3 separate regions of the Mus musculus genome follow, and all the other regions are linked to region 2. Evidence: chromatin contacts called from public Hi-C and HiChIP or PLAC-seq data. All regions are on one chromosome and are shown on one strand. Each heading gives the region's core, a stretch centred on a gene start, on an enhancer-like site or on the middle of the called end of the contact. The rest is flanking DNA. Distances are from core to core; before and after follow the strand shown.

The links. A called contact is a pair of places that touch in the nucleus more often than the background predicts. HiChIP or PLAC-seq counts read pairs in DNA pulled down with a chosen protein or histone mark.
Region 1: a contact with region 2 is called in an H3K27ac HiChIP or PLAC-seq map of embryonic fibroblasts, with 11 times the contacts expected there. The contact joins two enhancer-like sites. A contact is called at or near these places in 4 of 484 Hi-C or Micro-C datasets (all in uterus) and 2 of 115 datasets of contacts at active chromatin or transcription factors (embryonic fibroblasts and pancreatic cancer cells).
Region 3: a contact with region 2 is called in a Hi-C map of the C2C12 cell line, with 2.4 times the contacts expected there. The contact joins two enhancer-like sites. A contact is called at or near these places in 1 of 15 datasets of contacts at CTCF or cohesin (large pre-B cells), 1 of 484 Hi-C or Micro-C datasets (the C2C12 cell line) and 3 of 115 datasets of contacts at active chromatin or transcription factors (T-cell acute lymphoblastic leukemia, acute myeloid leukemia and large pre-B cells).

What each region holds. Positions count from the first base shown.
Region 1 is chr15:63,338,932-63,342,729 of GRCm38.p6, forward strand. No RefSeq gene overlaps it. Among named protein-coding and RNA genes, the nearest start is that of Gm41335, 16 kb to the right of the region's middle. Within about 2 kb of position 1,635, at least 70 of the 459 cell types and tissues checked have an H3K27ac peak or open chromatin away from gene starts, as enhancers often do. A contact at or near this core is called in embryonic fibroblasts and pancreatic cancer cells, where this site is marked.
Region 2 is chr15:62,657,257-62,661,149 of GRCm38.p6, forward strand. No RefSeq gene overlaps it. Among named protein-coding and RNA genes, the nearest start is that of Gm41333, 10 kb to the right of the region's middle. Within about 2 kb of position 1,560, at least 25 of the 459 cell types and tissues checked have an H3K27ac peak or open chromatin away from gene starts, as enhancers often do. A contact at or near this core is called in the C2C12 cell line, embryonic fibroblasts and pancreatic cancer cells, where this site is marked.
Region 3 is chr15:63,649,849-63,654,130 of GRCm38.p6, forward strand. No RefSeq gene overlaps it. Among named protein-coding and RNA genes, the nearest start is that of 4930449C09Rik, 66 kb to the right of the region's middle. Within about 2 kb of position 2,898, at least 38 of the 459 cell types and tissues checked have an H3K27ac peak or open chromatin away from gene starts, as enhancers often do. A contact at or near this core is called in the C2C12 cell line, where this site is marked.

The DNA.
Region 1 (3,798 bases), core at 385-2,884, 680 kb after region 2:
CATATTCCTTTCCTGTATCAGTTATAAATTTTACTATTATATTCACTTTGCATGATCTTCACTATCTAATTGTGGTCCTAAAGTTGATTGTGTACTATACTCATTGTTAGGGATGGTACGTACAAGTTAAAATTGCTATCCTAAATAAATATATTATTCTATAAATAACTAGAACTTTCTTTTCTAAATTAATATATAAATAAGCATATGTATACCTCTAAAAGCTATTTGCATACTTTTATAATCTGGTGTCATATGGTAAATAAATGAATAAAAGCATGAAATAAAATAAGTAGCATAAACTATTATTGGTGTACTCTGAACAGTAAGTCTCATATTAACATCAAGTTCAAAAGAGAACTTACATCATCTTTAGGAAAGATTTTAGAGGGCACGTAGGTCTTCACTGGAGTCATTTGTAAATTTGTCAGAGAAATTTCATTCACATCACATCAAAATTTCTTAAAACTATTTAAAGAAATCTTATTTAGGTAGTTATTTATTTAACTTATTTATTTAGTTTATGTGTATGAGTGATTTGCCTGTATGTAATTTTTTTCTGTGTGTGTGATGTGTGTGTGTGATATATGTGTGTGTGATGTATGTGTGTGTGTGTGTGCATGTGTAGTACATTATGACATTATGTCTGGTGCTCATTGAAGTCAGGAGTCATATCCACAAAATTCTAATTACAAACATTTGTGAGTTACTACGTAGGTGCTGGGAATTGAACCTGAGTCCTCTGTAAGAGTAGCCAGTGCTCTAAACTGCTGACCTATCCATTTCTCCAGCACCTTACAGCATTTTCCCCATATTTCATCTGACTTTATCACCTAGTTGCATCCAAGAGTTTCTTTGTAAATTCTTAAACTCTGAGAAACTCTGAATGTGTGCAATTTTTCTCCTTCTAGCTTCCCTAATCTGTCAGATATGGGACTTTCTCATAAGGCCCTCACTCCTTATAATGACAATAAAATAACCATTCCCTGCATCTTAGCTCCATCTGTTTACCCTTGCCTCCATCACCATGAGAAAATTGCTGGGATCTTGATTAGTTAGTATTTCTGTCATGTAAGGATACACATAAGCTCATAGAATGGGTGTCTCCATGTGCACTTGAGTCACAGAAAGCATTCAAACAAGAACAGTGCTATCAAGCCTTGAACTAGGCAATAAAATTGGATGTTCATATTATGTACACATCCCTATTGTGCATACTCTCTGATCCTGAATGCTAGGAATTTGGAATCTACATGTTCTGTCACATTCTCTCCTACCTTGGAAATGTAGTTCCTGAAGAAAAGAGCCACACTGAAGCCTAAGGAACCAATAATCAGTTGCTCTTTCTAATTGAGCACTTCTCTTTGCTTAGATTTTGGAAGAAGCATGAAAATGATTTACTGATTTAGGAACTGGGTGGAGTGGACCACAGAAAGACAAATCAAAAACATCTGGAATGAACTATTTGAGAGAGAAACGGGGAGGGAAAAAAAAAGTAGAGCTTTCAAATGAAACGAAGTACAGATGATTTGGCCAAATTCAAGCCAAGCCAAACACTCACATTAAACATTGCACTTGGGTCTGGTTCAATAGCAGGAGCCGGCAAGGGGGAGCCTCAGCCAACACTGCATCAGAGGCACATTGTGGAGGGAGGAAATGAGTTTAGTCAAGCCAGCTGTGACTTCAAAGCCGTGGCTCTCCCAGAGAACAGTGGGAAAGGGTTCCCCCTTCAGTGAAGACTGCAAAGTTCATCCAAAGACAGTCCGAAGGGAACTAACTCTGGGAAGAAGCAAATTGCATTCCACACTCTAAATAATACTTTCCTTGCATGAAGTGGTGGTGACCATCTATTTAAAGAGACAGAAAAAGAATGAGGAAGAGGTGATAAGGAGACGTCTCTGATGCACATTCCAGGACACACAAAACTGGTGTGTCTGTGTTTGCTTTTCAGCAAAGATAGGCATGTCTTTGCATGAGTCATGCTTCCAGCTATGTGAAAGGTGACAACACAGGATTTCTCTTCTGAAAGATTCCCATGATTTCTTTCCCCTCTTTGAACTTCTAGAAAACTAATATTTCTTTCAATGCATTTCCTCAGTAAAATTTTATCAAGAAACCCATGGTGGGTTAGGTGGGGGTAAAACAAAGATAAGCAAGGAGAAGCTAGACATATAAACAAAGGCTTATGGTATTGAACCAGAAGCCCCTGTTAGAGCAATGGTTCCCAGAGAGTAGTCTCCTAAAAGGTGAAAGCAGAGGCAAGAACAGCACTGGGGTAGGAAAGTTTGCAAGCTCTAGCCTCAATGCACTGAATGAGAAGGTGCAGTTGGTTTATTGAGCTCTCCCATTGATTCAGATAAGTCTTAAACCTGGGAAACCACTTTTATAAAATAGAAACAGAGGCTTCTGGAGCAGAGAGCCAGTACTACTGAGCCAAAATGGAGATCTTCTACCATGTACAAATCATGGGCTCATCTCCAGGTTAGAATTCTATAGGTGGCCCTCTGTCAATACACAACCATGAGCCTTTGCTTCTAAGTAAACTGCTAAGATTCAAAGGTAAGGAATTATTTATTCTACACCCTCCCCAGCCTTCTCCTTCCAGCTCAATGACTCTCAACCTGTAGGTCATGACCCCCAAAGACCAATATCTATACTGCTAGTCATAACAGTAGCAAAATTACGTTTGAGGGTCACCACGACATGAGGAACTTTATTTAAAGGGTCACTGCATTCGGAAGGTTGAGAACTCACTGTTCTAGCTAGCTTCAGGTCCAGTTCTTGGATGATACAGCTTTTAGAACTTACTTTGAGACACTAATTCTGAAAGTTTACACTCCTCAGGAAATCTTGGCAAGCATGTATTTGCAAAACTTTCCAACTCTTGAATATTCGAGAAGAATAGTGGTTATCTCCTTGAAGCACTCACTGGATGATTGGATCTCTACTGGATGATTGGATTGGCATCCTTATCAAGGGTTTTCTCTTAGTATGCTTGGGCACCTCCGCTGATGAAGATTGCACTATCTCAGGCTGCAGTTTGCTTCCTTTGAGACAGCTCCTTTTAGAAAGCACTTCCTTCTTCTGGGCTGAGCACTGCCATCATTTCCATTCCATTTGTTAGTTATAATTCTATCCCTTGGGAACTCATAGCAAAGATACTTACATATTAATGTGACATTCTTCAAGTATTTGAAGTTAATAATTATGTAGCATATGACATCAGTTAAACTCACAGACTCTGGAAGCAGACGCCCTACATTCAAATTCTTGTTCTGCCACTTAGAAGTCTGTGACCTCAAGAGAGTTATTTACTTGCTCTTTACTCCTTGGTCTATATTAAAAGATATAATAATACCATTACATCAAAGGGCTTTTATAAGGATTTCAGGAATTAATGTATGCATATAAGCCTGGAATACTGTAAGTGCTCTAAATGTTTTAGCTATTATTAATCATCATCATTACCATAAAGATCTTGTCAATTCTCTGACCTCAGCCACATTTCTAATTCTATATTTATTCACTCTGGGACTTGAATAATTACATATGTTTCAGTGAGATCTCCTAATTTTCATTCTACCCCATCCATAAATGTGAGTGGTCAGTTGGGACCACATGAATTGTCCTGTACACTGTAATTTTAAAAAGGAGTAATGTATATTCCCTCTAGCCTTGGCATTAAAATCTTCTACTCTACTTCAGTTTATCAATTACCTGCAGAAAGAGAAAGGGAAAAGAGATGCCAAGAAGTTACCAAGAAGTAGTAGGCACAAAGGTTGGAAGACTCAGAACTCT
Region 2 (3,893 bases), core at 310-2,809:
GAAATTAGGAATATTTGGTTCCTATTTCAGATCCAGTTGTGCAGTAGATCAAATATTCCTGAATGGAGTAGGAAAGTTACAAGCTATCAGCATGTGTTTTGTTATGTCAGATAACAGAATACTTTCAGACAAAATTTATTTATTTCCAGAGATTTGCAAAGGTTCTCAGAGCTAATTAGTGTTTCACAGCATTAACACAGGAAAAGAGTTTGTTGTTCCATAAGAAAAAGTTGTTCAAGTAAGCAAAACCTCCCAAAGCTATGGGTAGCTACTGCTGCAAATGTTTGCTTGAGTCCACAAAGAGTGTGTAAGACTTCCTGGCTTGCTAGTTAATATCTATGATCCTTACCCTCTCTGAAGACAAGTGTTCTCATGTATAAAATATAGAATATGATATCAGTCCTTCATACCCAAGTGAAAAAGTTAATAAATTATTTTAAAGTACAATGATCAAAGCATCTGTTACCATGTCAATGAAACGACAGCCTAATACATGGCATGAGGGCTGAGGCATTGCATGAAATATATAAAGAGCTGGGCTGAACCTTTCCAGATCCCCTACGTCAGAAACATAACTGTTCCTGGCTTTGTCTCCATTTCAGACCTTGTGAAGTGATACAATAACGGCTGTTTTGCTTCCATTCCATGGTCACATAAATGCTATTTTCTGCAGGGGCAGCACTATGCAAAAGTGAGAACTTTGAGAGGTTGTCTGAAATTAAGTGGGGGCTCTTCCCTGCCCAAGTGGAAGTCCCTTGAGAAGTAGTCAGAAAGTCTTCTTTTTGTCAACTTGCAAAATGATACCCATATGATCCTAGGACTCCTGATCTGTTTATGTATATGAATGAACAGATATTGATGGCAAAAATGAAGGGAGACTGGGAAGAAGTGCATTTTGGCAACTACTATCTGTCAGATTGCATCTCGTGATGACATTTATTTATCATGCCATGTTAGTTTATTTTCTCTATTGCTGTGGTAAAATTTAAAAAGCTACAAAAACGTAAGAGATAAAGAGCTCTGTTTCCAGATGATATGTTCCTTTATAGATTGGAATGCATAGAGGAAAGAGCCAAAGGGAGGGTGAGTTTTCACACTGCATGGACAGATAGTCAGAAGGGAAGCTGGGCTATAAAACCCCAAGGCCCACTTCCTCCTCCAGTGATGCCTCACCTGCCTGAGGCTTTATAACCTTCCCAAATAGCTGCAACCAAATTTTCAAACATGTGAGCCATAGGGAATGATACAAAGCCAAGACATTACTTTGCTTGCAAAACAAGTCAGAAAATGAAGGCTAAGAGGGCTTACGTATTCTAGGGAAAGAACATCATGGGTACGTAGGCTTACAGGATTCCCACTAGAACTTATGATTCTATGAAGCAACACCAAGGAGGCTTGCTTCATTTGCCAAGGAAGACTTTATGCTTTCTCTCCTTCATCACAAACTTAAGATATGAGTAACATTCCATTGTCCTTTCTTCTGGAACACACTCATCCTTGCCTGCATGCCATCTCACAACCATGGAGACCACTTCCATGGTTAACTGGAGAAGGGGAGAAAGTGTGTCTTCATCTGGATTCCTGTCTTATGTGTCCTTCACAACTATGGTCTGTGGTCTGCTTATGTAGTAATAAAATAACCTTAAACTGAATTCCATCCAACATTCTCAGCAATCTTGAGACCCAAACGTATCACCTGTGGTTTGGCTTAGGCATGGGTTGCTGTGGCAGCACCAGTCCTGACCATTTATCTTTCATTGCATTAAATGAATAATTCTTGTCCATGTTTCAGGAGCTTGGCTAGCCAGCTCTCTTAGGGTGGTGTGAAAGGGGAGATCTATTCTGTAAATAAAAAGTATAATTCTAAGAAAGAAGGACTTCTTTCAAGTTGCCTCGAAATTAAAGGGAGGGACATACAGCTGCAGAGAGGCTTTGAAGATCCAAATCTCAGTAAGAATCCAGTCCTAGTGGAATTCAGTGCTTGCTGATTTTCAAATGTTTCTTTCTTTCTTCTTCTTTGTTGGCAAACGGGCTGGAATTGATGACTAAGCAGTTCTTTTATCATCAAGGACTATTATTTTCTCACAATGACCTCAGAGTAGCCATGGCATTTATGACCTTATTCATACACGCTCTCTGCCCAGAAACATAGGGGAATGACTCTTTCCTTAAAATGAAGAGTATTACCGACTTCAGGGTATTCCAGTTCCTCAGATAGGTTAGACTTTTTTTTCTGTTAATGCCACATTTTAAATACATATTGGGTTTCCCTTACTCTCTGTCATTCCCTATCAAGTGGCTTGTCTCTTCATTGGCCTTCACAAGACTAGGAAAAGACAAAGCATGGCTTTCCAAGTGTTTCTGAAAGTTTTTCCCCTGAGCCTGCTAGAGAATAGAAAGGTCAGGCTGAAGTTCTGTCTGACTACCCTCAATGATAGTTGCTAGTTATTCAGGATTTGGTAGCTTTCTCAACAACTATTACTCTAGGTAGGAAAAGCACAGTTCAGACGTATGTCTCCTGAGGTCTTGATAAGCTTTTCTGTCTGTCACTTGTATATGACCTGTAGGTGGGTCACAGCGCATTTCCCTTTATCTGCATGTCCATTGCATGTTCAATGATTACTATCTACTTAAATTTAAAGTCTAATTAAATTTTGTCAAATTATTACTTCCTTTGTGTTCTCACACAATAATATTCCTTCCCCTTTAATCAAGATTTAAACCACAGATGCAGACACAATCATGCTAAAAATTAAATTTTCTCTTGATTTAGGTCTAACACACAAGTTCCATGTTCTAGAAGTATTTACAGATAACAGAGTTTTCAAGTCAATCCTTGTATATATGTGTGTGTGTGAAGATGAAGTTAAAACACTACCTATAAGAATATGAACTAAGTAAGGACTCAGATATAGCTGTCTCTTGTGAGACTATGCCGGGGCCTAGCAAACACAGAAGTGGATGCTCACAGTCAGCTATTGGATGGGTCACACGGCCCCCCAATGGAGGAGCTAGAGAAAGTACCCAAGGAGCTAAAGGGAACTGCAACCCTATAGGTGGAACAACAATATGAACTAACCAGTAACCCGGAGCTCTTGTCTCTAGCTGCATATGTATCAAAAGATGCCCTAGTCAGCCATCACTGCAAAGAGAGGCCCTTTGAACTTGCAAACTTTATATGCCCCAGTACAGGGGAACGCCAGGGCCAAAAAGGGGGAGTGGGTGGGTAGAGGAGCAGGGTGGGGGGAGGGTGTGGGGGACTTTTGGGATAGCATTGGAAATGTAAACAAGGAAAATACCTAAAAAAAAAAAAGAATATGAACTAAGTAAATTAATAATAAGTAACAAAATTAAAACTGAATTAAAATGATGATTATACTATTAAAATGTTTTGGGGGCAAATATAATCCTTTAATACAACTATAACATCCACTCATTTGCTCATCACATTATTTTGTTTGTATTATTTATTTCCTCTATGATTATGAACATACATTATAATAGGTGTATAATATTCCATCATATAATCAATTACTTATTAAGTGGAATGTGTTTTATATTTACATATATTTTCAATAGTACATATATATTTTGAGGGAAGTATGCTCATTTAGGAAGAGACAAATTCTGTTTTACACTTTAGACATAATGCTAACAGTCAGCGTGAGCTTTACATGCCCCAGCTTTCTATATGTATAAACAGAGTAAATGTAGTTCCTTTAAGGTGTGATGACGATCACACCAAATAGTGATAAAGAGAAGGGGAGTAGGTTAAACCGTGTACCTCTTAGATTCATTTGATGAAGTCTACTCTCCAATGTCATGGGATTTGGAGGTAGCATGTCCTGGTGGTGATAATGTCATGGAAATGGAGTTCTCAGAAATGGATTAAA
Region 3 (4,282 bases), core at 1,648-4,147, 990 kb after region 2:
GAGGGTAAGGGGAACACACAAACAGGGAAGCCACCAAGACAGCTGTGTCTCTCACCCCAAATTGCAAACAAATGAAAGCAAGACCACGAGGTTGGAAAAATACATTGACTTGACCCCCTCCCCCCAAAAAAATCATTGCCCATTTAATTCTGGAGAAAGAAAGCTATTTAGAGATAGGCCAGTCCTGAAATCAACCTGTGTCCCACATGTACAAGTTCAAGTCCAAGTAGCTAACACTCAATCACATCGCAGCCACTTGCAGAGAAGTATAAGCCCAGAATTACAAGCCTCATGCAGATGGCGTTAGCCCAGGGAAGCCCCTCCTGTTAGCACAGGCTGACGGATAGCAAATCCTCCATAGCATCCTGGGGTCAGGTGCTTGGCTACAGCTCACTGTCTGATCATTGTTCACTCCATATCTCGTACCGAGCTGCAACCAGGAACTTGAACAGAGGTCAGACCCTGAGCCCTGCCAGAGTTTGAGGGGAAGTCCAGCATTTCGTATGGATTCCATGAGAATCTGCAGGAAACCTCCTGCCCAGCCCAAGTAGTGGCACTCAGATATCAAACTAGAGTGAGAGCAATAGATGGATCTAACATCTATTAGAAAGGACTGTCTTTGGGACAAGGGAGTAGCATCCTCTATCCCGGATCCACTTGTCCTTATAGGATGCATGAACACCCAGGATGTTCAGTCATTTGCACATCCCCACCCTCCTCAGCAGGGTTCCCGATCTCAGTACATAATAAGTACCTTTCCCAGGGGCAGCTCCAATACTAGACTTTGCAATGATCGGAGGTGAATAGAGCTCCCTGGACCCAGAAGGAAGGAAGGGGGCAATTTATTAGATCACACTGCTTTTGTCTTCGTTTGTTCATCCGTGCATTCATTCACAGAGAAGGACAGAGCTTGGCATCTGTGAGGCTAAGTGTTTAGAAGATCTAAATGCAACTTACCTACCTGCCATGCCCAGAGGGAGCTCACAAAATCAAATCCTGATCATGTTGAGGGAAGCATGTGTGGTGAGGAGGTGCGTTTTCTGAGCCTCGGTTTCCTTGTTTGCAACAAAAGGACATAGTACTTACGTGTTGTCTGGTACACTGCACAAATGTGAAAAATGCTACTAGTCCATAAGGCTAAAGAGCATAATTTTAAGGCCTGGCTACCAGCTCCTATCATGTGTGCTCAAGGATGTGAACTCTTATAAAGAGGATTTTTTTTCTGGGAGAAATATGAAAGAAGGAATTGGTTTTCCTTGCCATGTACAACTGAGAACAAAAGTGGGAGGAAGGGAAGAAACAGGCGCACTTGCTGGGCTGTTCACCATCATCAATGCATATAAGAAACATCAAGGTGAGAACAAACAAGGTACTGCTGTGTGACGGGAGGCAGAAGTCAGCCACGGGAAGAGTCTGCCAATAGGGCTACGCATTAGCTACAAAGGGAAATTCAGAGCCTTGGCAGCAGAGAAGCCTGGCAGAAAGGACCTTAGGCAAATAGCTCACATCACCAGTAATGAGGGAAGCTGGCATTATGTGTATCCACCATAGTGCTTGAAAAGACACAGTAGCCCTTCCACGATGCTGGGGCTAGAAATGCGGGAGTTGAATCTGATCACAAGGCATCGTGGGGAAAACTGGCTTGAGGAAGAGTCTACAACATACCTCAATCTGTGTCCTTCCAAGGTAGTATTGTCGCAAAAGACAGGAAGCTTTTCTGAGCTTAAGGAGGCTAACGAAACTCAAGTTTAATGTGGGACTCAGCTCCTCATTTTGGCATGATTTGTGATTGGGACATTAGTAAAACTCACATGAAATTCACAGATTAAAGGAACAACTTACCTCGCTTTAATGGCTTAATTGGTTGCAATCCAAGAATTGAATGAATATATATATATATATATATATATATATATGTGTGTGTGTGTGTGTGTGTGTGTGTATATACATATATATACATGTGTATATATATATATATATATATATATATATATGTATGTATATACACACACACTTTTGGCACTATGTCTAAAATATATTTTATATATGATATATACATATATGCCATATATAGACACATATGTATATGATACACATTTTTAAAAAACTTGGTCAGTTGCATTGGGAAAATTACTTATACTGTCCTCTTGGTTTTATATTGTCAGTATCAACAAAAGGGGTATGGTGTAGAAACCCCTAACCCCCACTCTGACACACACACACACATCAAAGACCAGCACAAAGCATACCAGAGTGTGAGGCCTGAGCTGAGTTTCTGTAAACCCATATATGCCATATGTGTCTCACACCTTTCTCATTTATCTTCAAGGCTTCCAGTGTCCATGATAAGATGGCAATGATGCAACATGGACTCATTTACTCATTGATGCCGTCCCATAACGACCCATCCACACTAGCTAGGGCTTTTAAGATGTACCCCCTAGGACCCACATTCCACATCTCATCTTCATTCCTGACAGTACAGCAGAATATCCCCGCTACTGCTACACACCATGCTACCACAGGTCGATCATGAACAAGCCAGAAGACAGTTTGGCCCCTCGAACTATCAAACTCTTTGTTGACCTGGACTCTTCTTGTGAAATTTAGGTCACAGGGTCAGCACCTATCTGTCCTACATGCCAGACCAGGGACCCAGATTGTCTGTGGCACCTACACAAAGCACAGATAAAAACAAAATCAATCTAGATCAGACTGCTGCCATTTTGGAAATTCATGGGCTGGACCATCCCAGTGAACGGACACAATGTTGTCCTCCACACCCAAATGGACCCAAGAACTAAATTAGAAAATGGAGACAAAAAGTTGTTTCCTCCTCTTAGCCGATTAGGACAATCTAAGGAAAGTGCAAGAGCGCCCCCTGCTGCCAGTATTTGGAATTGTTTGATTCACCCTGAACATAGTTCAGCTTCAAGATGTGCAGCCTGGAGGCTTGAAATCAAGCCTCCTGCTCCCAGTGCGCACATTTTTCAAACACTACGCACACAGCTGCCCTTAAGCCAGTACTTAAGACTTCACCTGCATTATCTCGCTTCATCCCTTGAACAGTCTCAGGGCCTGGCAGAACAGCTACCATTGTGGCCTCTAACAGACAATTTAAAACCAGCCATGTAAGATGGTGTATAAAGTTGCTTACTCAAGGTCAGAGAGACTCTTTTTTTTTTTAAAGTAGCTCCATCTTTAAAATATGACATTCCTCCAAAGGATCTCTTCTAAATCCCCTTGCATACATAACAACCTAAGCTATATGCTGTATCTCCTAGGTGCACAGGACTGGGGAGTGAGAATGGGGTTCAAAAGCAATCCAATGATGTGTGCCTTTGTAAATCTATACATTCGTTAATGCTGTTATTTTCTCCCATGAATTAACAATTTTTACTCTTCTCTTGCTAACATGTACCAGGATAGAAATGAGTATGGTATATGTGTGTCTTTGTAAATCTATACATTCATTAATGCTGTTATTTTCTCCATGAATTAACAATTTTTACTCTTCTCTTGCTAACATGTACCAGGATAGAAATGAGTATGGTATATGTGTGTCTTTGTAAATCTATACATTCATTAATGTTGTTATTTTCTCCATGAATTAACAATTTTTACTCTTCTCTTGCTAACATGTACCAGGATAGAAATGAGTATGGTATATGTGTGTCTTTGTAAATCTATACATTCATTAATGCTGTTATTTTCTCCCATGAATTAACAATTTTTACTCTTCTCTTGCTAACATGTGCCAGGATAGAAATGAGTATGGTATCCGAATAAAAACTTCTGGATTACAAAGCGCATAGATCCTACTCCAAGGGGTTAAGGTTCTCAAGTGGGAAACAGAGAAATCCAGTGTGATAAAAGAGCTTCTCTTCAGGGACCAGTGGCTATGAAGAGTAAGATAAAAAGTCCTATAAGCGTTTGTACCAACTGAACGATCGTTTCCTCAGAGAAACTATAAAGCTATCCTCAGCCTTCCTCGTAATGTTGACATACAAGAGTGTGTTTCTCTGTTGAATATACAATGAAATACTGTTTGTTCAAATTTGTGTTCTTTCCGCTGGACCCTCAAATGGCAATTGAGAAATGGAGACAGATTTTGTTTTCCCAAGGTGGCCTGGTACAACTCCCAAAATGGAACTTTGTGTCGTTAGAACAGTTGAGAGGATCGTAGAAAGATGGACCCAAATATCAGCCAGAGAATTAGACCAGAAAATGGAACCAAAGTACCTGTCAGTCCAAGGATGTAGTGGCACTACGTGTACACCAA